Regions from separate parts of the Mus musculus genome. Here region 1 is linked to region 2. A link is a contact called in public HiChIP or PLAC-seq data. All regions are on one chromosome and are shown on one strand. The core of a region is the stretch at or near the end of the contact, and the rest is flanking DNA. Distances in the headings are between cores, read along the strand shown. Region 1 overlaps Myt1l (myelin transcription factor 1-like). Region 2 overlaps Gm31569 (a long non-coding RNA gene).

Region 1 (4,727 bases), core at 1,196-3,695, 370 kb before region 2:
CCGCCCCCTAGCCACCTCCTCTCCATGAGCATATATGCTCCAGGGACCCATGCCCCACTCCCTGGGCTTGGTGTGAAGATTGCATGCATCCCTGAAGTCACGCTGACCTGTACTGTCATATGCTTACTGTTACACTTCCTGCAAACTTTAAAACTCAATAAAAGTCCAGATATGTTGATAAAAACGTATATGAAAATATAGAGATAACAATAAAGAAGTAGTGATTGGTCTCTGCCAGAAGTTAGATTTCCTTCCCCTCCATTTTTGTTTTTGTTTCCTTGAGACATCCCAGGATAACCTCTAACTTACTACATAGCCATGGATGACATTAAATTCCTGATTCTCCTTACCCCCACCTCCGTTCCGTGCAATGGGATTACAGGCATCCACTATAACAGATGGTTTAAACTTTCTTTTTATGGCAGAAATGTTAAGAATGAAAGAGAGTAAGGAACATGCCCAAGGCCTCAGGATGGGCTAACCCTCACTTCTGCACCATAGTCCTTCCCACTGAGTAGCCTGTCCAGCAGATGAGTGGAATGTCAGATAAACCCAGACTCATCCTCCAGGAAAGGATGCTTGGTTGTTGTTTTCCACTGTGAGTAATCACTGCAGTCGTGAAAGAGTGTGAATTGAGTTTCTCTGAGCAAATGTGATGTTTATGTGGGGAGAAGTCTACCCTGAGACAAATTGTGGCAGTGTGGGAGGGTTCATGTAGTGTCCTATGGAAGCTGATCGACTTTTGGTTATTCCTTTTGATATATGTTCTCGGACATATACTCCAGATTTGGGCATCTCCTGTCAAATCCAAATACCAAAGGCACATACACTAGCTGTGTTAGTCAGAGTTCTCTAGAGTAACAGAACTGACAGGGTGAATACATACATACATGTATACATACATATTAAATAAATATACACCGTATCTATATACATACACATATACATACACATACACACACATACACATACATATACATATATTAAAGGGGATTTATTAGATTGGTTTACAGGTGTTGTTGGACTAGTTAAGCAATGGCTGTCTCTCAACGGGAAGGTGAAGGAAGAGGTAGTTGGCTCCTCCATGAGTCTGAATGTCTTAGCTTGCCTTTGGTCTATTGTAGAGTTCTAAAGAAGTAGGCTCTAACAGCAGTGAAGGCATAATTCAGCAGGGAAATCGATGATCTTGCCAGTGAGAGTGAGGGCAAGGAGGCAAAGAGCAAAAGCTTTCTTCTTTTCCACCATTTGATGTGGATTTCGACCAGAAGGTGTGGCCCAGATTTTAGGGTGGGGCTTCTGAGCTCAAATGATCAGGATTTAGCATAGGTGTCCTTACCTCAGGTGATCCATATCAAGAAAATTTCCCCAGAGGTGTGCCCAGCCGCTCGGGTTTTACTAGATTCCAGATGTGGTCAGGATGACAACCAAGATTAGCCATCAGACCAGCTTCAAGATGCTGGCAGGTTATGGATATTTACAAACGTCTTCTCTGGCATTGAGTTTAGTCTTTATGAGTAAAGAGAACTGATGAACACAGCTGCAAGCTGCATATAAAGTCTAATGAGGCCCTTTCCAGAGGAAGCAAGGTGTACCAGAACTGCTCAAAGGAGTGTGTTTACCTAAGTGTTTTCTGCTTCTGATCCCCTTCTTGAGTCATTGCCAGAGGAATTTGTGTGTGTGTGTGTGTGTGTGTGTGTGTGTGTGTGTGTGTGTGTGTGTGTGTGTGTGTACTCATAGGCCAGAGATCCTTATCTGGAGTCTGTCTTACTGATGCCTCACCATCTTTTTTGAGGCAAGGTCTCCCATTGAGCCTGATTCCTCTAGGCTAAGTGGCCAAAGAGCCCATGGATTCTCTTGTACCTGTTTCCTAAGCACTGGGGTTACAGGTGTGAGCTGCCACACTGACATTTTATATGAGAACTGGAGATCTGAGCTGGGGTCCTTGTGGTTCCACGGCAAACACTGTAAAATGGAGGCACTGCCCCAGCCTCAGTTTCTTTGTTTGTGTGCAGGAGTAGTAAGCTTTTACTTGTGTATGCTCATGTCTGGTACCTGTGGAGGTCAGAAAAGGGTATCAGGTCCCCAGGAACTAGAGTAATTCTGAGCTGCCACGTGGGTGCTGGGAATAGAATTCAGGATCTCGTCAAGAATAGCAAATACTCTTAACTGTTGAGCCACCTCTTCAGCCCCAAAGGTCTTTCAAAGGTGTGGCTCACCTGCACTTACTGAACTTTTGTGCCTGTGCTCAGTCTGTCCTTTTGGACTGTAGGCAGAGGGTGAGGCGGGCTGCAGCCATGCACCACTGGGTACAGCTAATGTCAGAGGAGGATCCCGGTGTTTGGTCCCAGCTTAACTTCCACATAGGCGTTCCCTAGATCTACCCTTGACGAGTTTCACCAGGCACGGCTCCATCAGTTCCCCCTGGAGCTGCACAGACTGTACCTCCTGGAAATGTCATCTGCTGGGACTGCAATTATGGTCCTCCAGCAATCACAGGCACAATGCAGGATGGGTGGAATTCAGGTGAGCGAGAGAACCCGCAATCAAGCCAGGGAAGAGAGAACAAAGCCATTTTCTTTCATTTGCCGTCAACACAACCATCAGGCCTTAATTACAAGGCAAGTGTGGGGCTGGCGCTGAAAGGCTTATTATTATACAGTTCAGCTCCAAATCAGTTCTGCATTGATGAGCGGCACCCAGAGGAAGGCACTGCAGCCTCAGTGAAAAAGAGCAGGCCCCAAACATGGTGATGAGTGGCAGGGAGCATGCTCTGGGGAATTAAAAATAATTCTGCAAGGAGGGGAGGGTGGTATACCTTAGAGCTAGCTAAAAATACACTGTGAAAGTCCCACATCCTTGTTTGCTGCATTCATCATCAAACTCAATACAGACAGACTCACTGTGGCCAGAGCTGCTTCACCCAGCCTTTTTTCTAGCATTCCCAAAGATACTCCGAATTGGTACACGCAGACTATGTGCTTGCTTGCTATGTGTGCATGCCTGTGTCTGTTCCTGTTGTGTCTCAGTGTACATACAGATGCCCACGGCATGTGCACATACATCTGTCAGGATTGGAGGCCACCATCCTTATTGTTTCAAGGCAAAGTTTCGCATTGGCCTGGGACTCATGAAACAGGTTAGGCAGGGTAGAATCCATCTGTCTCTGCCTCTCCAGAGCTGGCATTACAAATATGTCCCTCCACACCTGGCCTATGTATGTTTGTATGCATGCATGCATATAGGTACATATGCATTTTTGTGGATACTGAGGGATTGAACTCAAGTCCTCACTCTTGCAAGACAAGTACTTTACTTGCAAGATACTCACTGAGCTATCATCCCAATCCTATTTCTAATTCTTTATAAGAAACACGAGAGTATACTTAAAAACAAAAAAAAAAACCCAAAGATTGTTTCTCGTGTTTATAGAAATACATATGAATTAATTATTTATAATTTGTTTATACTAATAAATAGGGTACATAGTACATTTGCTTATTTCCACATTGAAATATTAAAATTGAGTTTAAAATATTCTTTAGAGAACTAATCCAATAATGTTTACATGTGACCCTAACCATCTTTGAATATAGCCTGTGTTTTAAAGACACGGCTTGGGATTAGCTCAGAGAGCTTAACTAGCATGCTCAAGACTGAGTCCTGCCTCAGCACTACAAACGAACAAACAAACACAATGTTTCCTGAAAGGAATTATACATATAGATGCTTCCTTCATAGATCAAAACACCTGCATTCATGCTTGAACTAAGCCCACAAATATCAGTCTTCATGTTCTAATGGGCTCGTGATGGACGCCAAGTTCACAACTGCCTTGTTTACAGTTCTGGATATGAGCTCTGTTATGGCTCTGGAGGTAGAGTTTAAGGTACTGTCAGTGGAGTGGAGATTAACACTGGCCCCTCTGGAATTGTCTCTGAGTGGGCTTGGGTTTTTGGCACAGATTTGTCCTCAGGCAGATGGGTGCCACACAGTGTTTACTGTGTTGACACACCACTGGGACATTACCAGACATCACCAGGTCACATAATCACTTCACCTATTTAAATGGCCTAGAAAATCGTCCCTAGTCGACATGCTGGACCAGATCTACGGAGAGCCATACGCCATACTGACAGCCAGGGGGCAGTCCAGACCTCAGAAGAAGGCTGCATTCTTGGTGATCCCTCCCTGTTCCATGTTTTCCTGGTCTTTTGTGGTCCCGTAATGGGGCTCCGTCTCCCAGATGACAATGTTCTCTGAGCCTGGCACTTATTTATGGATGAAAGGATTCAGGGGCACAGAGAAGATGATGCCTTCTTTCCTACAGGCTGGCCAGTTGCAGGGGACAAGATGTATATGGTGTGAGTTTCCAATGGTCCTTCCACGTGTAAACATGGAAACCCTATGCCTGGAAGACCTTCACTCCTCTGTTGTAAATTTCTCCACCTCACCTCCTAAGTGCTAGGATTACAGACAGATTCTACCATGCCCTATCAGTTACACCTGACTGCAGGGTACTGTTCGCAAGCCAAGGCTCGGGCTTATTGTCCCCGCGCCTTCTGGAAAGCAGTTTGCAAGCCGATTTTCCTAGAGCATCCAGCTTTCTGTGTATGCTCCACTAGGCGAAACGATGACCTTGGCAAAGCCAGTTTGCACAGAGCTGCTACTAATCTTTTACGTAGAGCTTCAACAGTTTCCCCTGCCCCCTGGAGCTTCTGTGACCTTGC
Region 2 (5,288 bases), core at 2,592-5,091:
ACTTACAGACTGGCTCAAAAGCAAGCCTGGGAAGGTGTGGCTGCTGAAAAGCTTACCCACTCCATGAAAAAGGCACATGCTTTTCCAAAGAGCAACGGCAAAGATGCCTGAGGGAATCTCTGGGATCGACTGGACCCCACTTAGGTCCCGGGGTATCAAAGAGGAAACTCTTTTGAAAGAACTCAACTCGCTTGAGGAGAGAGTCAGGTGTGTTGCTGGCAGAAGATCATTCAGGTAGTTGTTTCTCCAGAAATCACTGCAGGGCATTCAGCCACCCAAGCATTCAGTGATGTCCACAGCCATAGTACAAGGGAAGGGGGGCAGCCCCCACTCGAGGTGGTGGCAGACTTCGTGTTGCCTTTGTGATCTGACTGTGCAGGCTTTTAATTTCATGACGATTTCTGTCCAAACTACAATGAAGACCTTGAAGGTCAGACAATACATAACAGAGTCAGAATCCCTATAGATAGTTTTCTTAGTTAGGGTTTTACTGCTGTGAACAGACACCATGACCAAGGCAAGTCTTATAAGAAACAACATTTAATTGGAGCTGGCTTACAGGTTCAGAGGTTCAGTCCATTATCATCAAGGTGGGAGCATGGCAGCATCTAGGCAGGCATGGCACAGGCATAGCTGAGAGTTCTACATCTTTATCCAAAGGCCACTAGTGGAAGACTGACTTCCAGGCACCAAGGTGAGAGTGTTAAGCCCACATCCACAGTGACACACCTACTCCAACCAGGTCACACCTCCAAATGGTGCCACTCCCTGGTCCAAGAATATACAAACCATCACAATAGGCGTTGATAGTAAATTTGCAGGAGAGAGCCCAGGAAGTTGGAGATATCGGAAATGTAGAATGCCTGCTGAGAAAACCTGTAGGACACAAATGGAGTCAGCACAGGATAAGGTTAGCTATGAATGGTAGGGATGTAGGAATGGGATTCCCCAAGGATGCTGGAGCTCTCATCAAGATACCATATAACTCAGATGTCAGACATGGAAATATAGAACTTAGTGTTTGTCCTGATCGGTATCAGTGTTGCTGTGGTCCAATCCATCCTCTTATTCTCCTGCTCTTTCCTGTCATGATGAAGGTGTCTACTCTGTGTTACTGTATGTTGGAAGTTTGTAAATTATGTTTTATAGGAACCACACCTGAGAGATTTCCTTGAGTCTTGGTAAAGGTTATGGAGTTAAATTTTTTGAACCATGAAGAAATGATTGAAATTAAACTCTTTGAATCAAGTTGTAACTGACCTGGAAACTCTCCTTGTTGGTTGGCATTCATAGCACTGGGAGGGGTTATGCAGGCTGCTGGGGGGATGAAAGCCATCAATGTTCTCAAACAGCTTTAGACCATGCAAACTTCAGTTCTGACCTGCCAAGCAATACGTGTTCACTGCAGCAATAGTGGCATGTCTATCTCAGGACAACCAATTACTTTGTGATTGGATCAGAGTTCCATGGGGGTTGGGGGGATGCATATCTGGTACTATAAGCCTAGTCAAAAAAAGCCTTTGCCTGCGAAGACATGGAGCCAAGAGTGGAATATACTACTGTTTTTTGTCTAAGTGGACATGTTGTCAAACTGTCTTCTAAATGCTGCTGTTTGTAGACTAGTTCTGCTCTCAGTCTTTGCAGAGAGTGATAGCTAACACGAAGATTCCTATCTGGTCAAAGTGCTGAGAGAGAATAAGGAACTGTTAAGGACACATAGCCCTAAAAAGCCCAGGGAACATCAAGGAAGATGGGGAAAAGAATTTAGAGCTGGAGGAGTGCCATGAAGTATTTACTACCAAATTATGACACAGCTGTTGCAGTCATGAACACAGAGCAGCAGTGGATACCTGCATGTGACTGTGCATACCTGCACATGGTTGGACTGTTTGACATCCATCATGCAGAGGTGCCATAAATCTCCCAGGTCTGAGTATTCAATAGTCTAGGATGAGTAAAGGAGGTACCCCTGAGGCCTCAGACTTTCTGGGGAGCTATTGGCTATTAATGGTTGCTGTGGGAAGTTGGGGGGACCAAGCAAGGGTGGTGTCATTTTCTTCTAGGTACGGCAACTAGGGGCTGGATTTGGGAATAAGAGGTTCAAAGGAAAATAATAGAAGGCAAAAGAAGTAAATATAATAAATATAACCATGGTTCATAAATATAACCAGTAAAATGGCCAAAAACCAAAGAATTAAAAGATTTAAAAAAAAGCCAATTAAAAGTCCCATTTGGACTCATGGGAGCAGACTAAATGCATCTGGCACTATGGGAGTGGTCAGGAAGCTTTGGGGACTAGGGACATGCTACAGTAGGAGATGAAAGTCTCTCATAGATTCATGTGTTGAACCCTGGGAGCCACCTGGTGGTGCTATTTGTGGGGTCCTGCAAACTTTAGGGTGTAGGATCTAACTGGAGGAAGCAGGCTGAAGAATAGGTGTGCCTTTGAACCAGTTCCTCCTCTCCACCTCTGTGTCTATGGTTCCTGTCTGCCCTGTGGTACAGGGGCCCCTCTACTGCATGCTTTTACCAACAATGACGCTCGGCTCAAGGGGGTAAAGCCAAGCACTTATGGGTTGGACCTTCTGAAAGTATGATATACAATGAGTGCTTCTTTGTTTAAGCTGTTTTCTCAAGTGTTTGGCCTCCACTCTATACAGATAAAAGAATAAATAACACCATACATGAAGACAGAAGTCATCGGAACAAAGGCCTACCGTAACCTTCATCTCTCTGGAATGAGATGACACATTATGTTGTGCTTTGTTTCCAAAACCATGTCCTGCATTTTCAAAATGTCAACCTGATTGTGTGTACTTAATGCGAAAAATAAACACATAAACACATGAAAGGGTTTTGCTTTCTCCCTACTAAGTGACTTGTAAGTATGCCTCTGAGATCTGATAAAGGCTTAGCAGCAAAGCCAAACATGGCCAGAGCTGGGGAATAGTCAGAGGTCTCTACTGCTATACAAAATGGTTGCTGCAGAGATCTCTGGATGCTGTTCAAGAAAACAAGCTCAAATCACGTTGGCTGTGCTGTGTGAGGCTCAAGAGTCAGAAGTGGGACTTGAGGACCCTCTGGCCCCTCATGCTAATGTCTGTGCCTCAGCTCAAGCCCAGGAACTCCAAAGAGCATCCACTCCCTGCTCATTGAGAGCGCTCTTCAAAAGTAGCCACACTACGGCACTTTAGACTTAAATGAAAGGAAGAACGAAGCTACGAAAAAAATGTGTTCACCGAGAGAACGGGTTTCAAAGAAAAACAAATACACTGAAGCAGTCCCATTACAAGAGGAGACATTACACCCCAAATAGGCAGTATTTATATTACCTTGATTGCTCAGATTGCTTCCATTTATAAAATGCACACACCATGTAAATCACATCTGCCTTCCACACAACTCCAAGTGGAGTGGGGCTGGCTCTTATCTGCCCTTGACAGAGGTGGCAACTGACCCACAGAGCAGCAACTGCCCACCAGGGGCCCTGACTTTTGTGTCCTCCAGGTGGCAAGGTGATAAACCTGAAGCCCTTGCCTGAGACTGCTGGTGCTGGGCTAACAGCTAACAGATAAGGGAAGTCCTGTGCTCCTCCCAACAGCCAGGCCTGGGAGCAGTTCATCTTGTGCTCTCCATCCCCCAAGATTGGATTTGGCATTTTTAAACCCTCAGATTATAGCCTCTCACGGCCGAGTCTGGGGTTTATGAGAAAATGGATCTGAAGCCGGCAGCCTGTGCATGGGAGAAACCTCTCCAGAAAGGCCAACCTTTTCCTCTGTGCCTCCATCGACCAGGGTTGCAAATGCCTCCCCTGGTGGGGCCAGCCAGCCTGCCCGCCTGCCTGCAGCCTCAGTGCTTTGGAAGGCTGCCAGCCCTCTGCTGCTGTTTAACACTTTGTGGGAGGCAGCTCCTAACACTGGTTCGGGCAATTTTTTTTTTTTTTTTTTTTTTTTTTTTTTTTTTGGAAGAAAGGATCGATGAGTCTGGAGGGGAAATGCGAAACACATTTGGAGTTAGCGGCGAAGAGAGGTGTGGTTTGAAGAGCTGCGTGATACGCTGTGCATACAAGAAATTAACATTCGGAGACCTGGAGAGAGGGTTAAGGAATCTTGCAGGTATATGTGCTAGTCTGTGCCTCTGACCTGCCAACTAAATCAAGCCCTGCTTCACAGATGCCCCATTGCAGCTCGCCTCTGACTCTTCATGCTTTGTTTCTGCACCTCACACTAAGGTGACCTTAAGGTCCTGAAGTTAGTGGGAAGTCTGTACTCTGACCTTTGGCCATAGACCTATCCACACAGTCCATAGAGACTCTGCTGTTGTCTCGGGATGCCTGCATCTGCAGTAGCTGTCAGCCAGTCTACTTCCCTTCCTAGTGCCCGCACTGCTGGACTCCACATTATGCAGTCCCATTCAGCCATTTTCTCCTGAACAATGGCTGAGTCTTGGATGCTGGTTTTAATCCTCATAGATTTCTGACAGATGATAAAGAATTCGAATCTCACAGTGACACACGGCCCAGGGAAACAGCAACTAGACCACAGACTCTGTACTCTACTCTGTGTGCCTTGCACAGCCCCTCTCAGCCTCAGTCTCCTGTACCCTCCAGGATGCCGACCCAGCTAGTGTTTCTGCTGGGAGGCATCTGCACTTCCTTCGATAAAACTACTGCAGCTTCAGCCTCCTCCCTCCATTGCTTTGAGGCTGGGTTCTAGCCCTGGGGCAATGCTTCACCCCATCACCCCTCCCGAGGCAAACCCCAGCCCTGTTCAGACCTTAATGAGTCCTTCTGGTGCTTTCTGTCTGGAAAGCCCTGTGTGCTTCCCATATGGCCAGTACATGCCAGGGTAAAGAACATGAGCAATTTTAGGACAGAGGGCCTGATTTCTAGCTGGACATGCTGACATCCAATGAGCCACTCCATCTTCCAGGTCTCAAAGGGAAAGGGCAATAAACTACCTCAAAGGGTCTTTAGAGTAGACTTGTTATCCTGCAGCTGAAAACACATGTGGTGGTTGCCATAGTGACAGCCATCGTCACAGTAAACGTGTTTCCAGGCTCTCTGCCCTTAGATGTCTTTCACATCCCTGACTGCCCTTCTGTATGAACCCCTGACCCCTCATGATCAATGTATGACCATCCAGAGTCTCCTGCTCCCCTTCCCTAGAACCTCTTACCCTGAGCCCACTGGAGAGACCCTTATCTACTTCACTGTGCTGCTAGCTGTGGGGTCAAGTGTGGGGAGGTGACTTCAGTAACACAGCACCTTGGAGAAGGTCAGGCTCTGG

The links. HiChIP or PLAC-seq counts read pairs in DNA pulled down with a chosen protein or histone mark.
Region 1: an H3K4me3 HiChIP or PLAC-seq map of embryonic basal ganglia shows a contact between it and region 2, with 2.5 times the contacts expected there. The contact joins two enhancer-like sites. A contact is called at or near these places in 6 of 484 Hi-C or Micro-C datasets (all in embryonic stem cells) and 1 of 115 datasets of contacts at active chromatin or transcription factors (embryonic basal ganglia).

Annotation. Positions count from the first base shown.
Region 1 is chr12:29,627,994-29,632,720 of GRCm38.p6, reverse strand. The region is part of intron 2 of Myt1l (myelin transcription factor 1-like); the gene reads right to left. Among named protein-coding and RNA genes, the nearest start is that of C630031E19Rik, 56 kb to the left of the region's middle. Within about 2 kb of position 2,445, at least 26 of the 459 cell types and tissues checked have an H3K27ac peak or open chromatin away from gene starts, as enhancers often do. A contact at or near this core is called in embryonic basal ganglia, where this site is marked.
Region 2 is chr12:29,256,939-29,262,226 of GRCm38.p6, reverse strand. The region is part of intron 1 of Gm31569 (a long non-coding RNA gene); the gene reads right to left. Among named protein-coding and RNA genes, the nearest start is that of Gm31569, 54 kb to the right of the region's middle. Within about 2 kb of position 3,841, at least 79 of the 459 cell types and tissues checked have an H3K27ac peak or open chromatin away from gene starts, as enhancers often do. A contact at or near this core is called in embryonic basal ganglia, where this site is marked.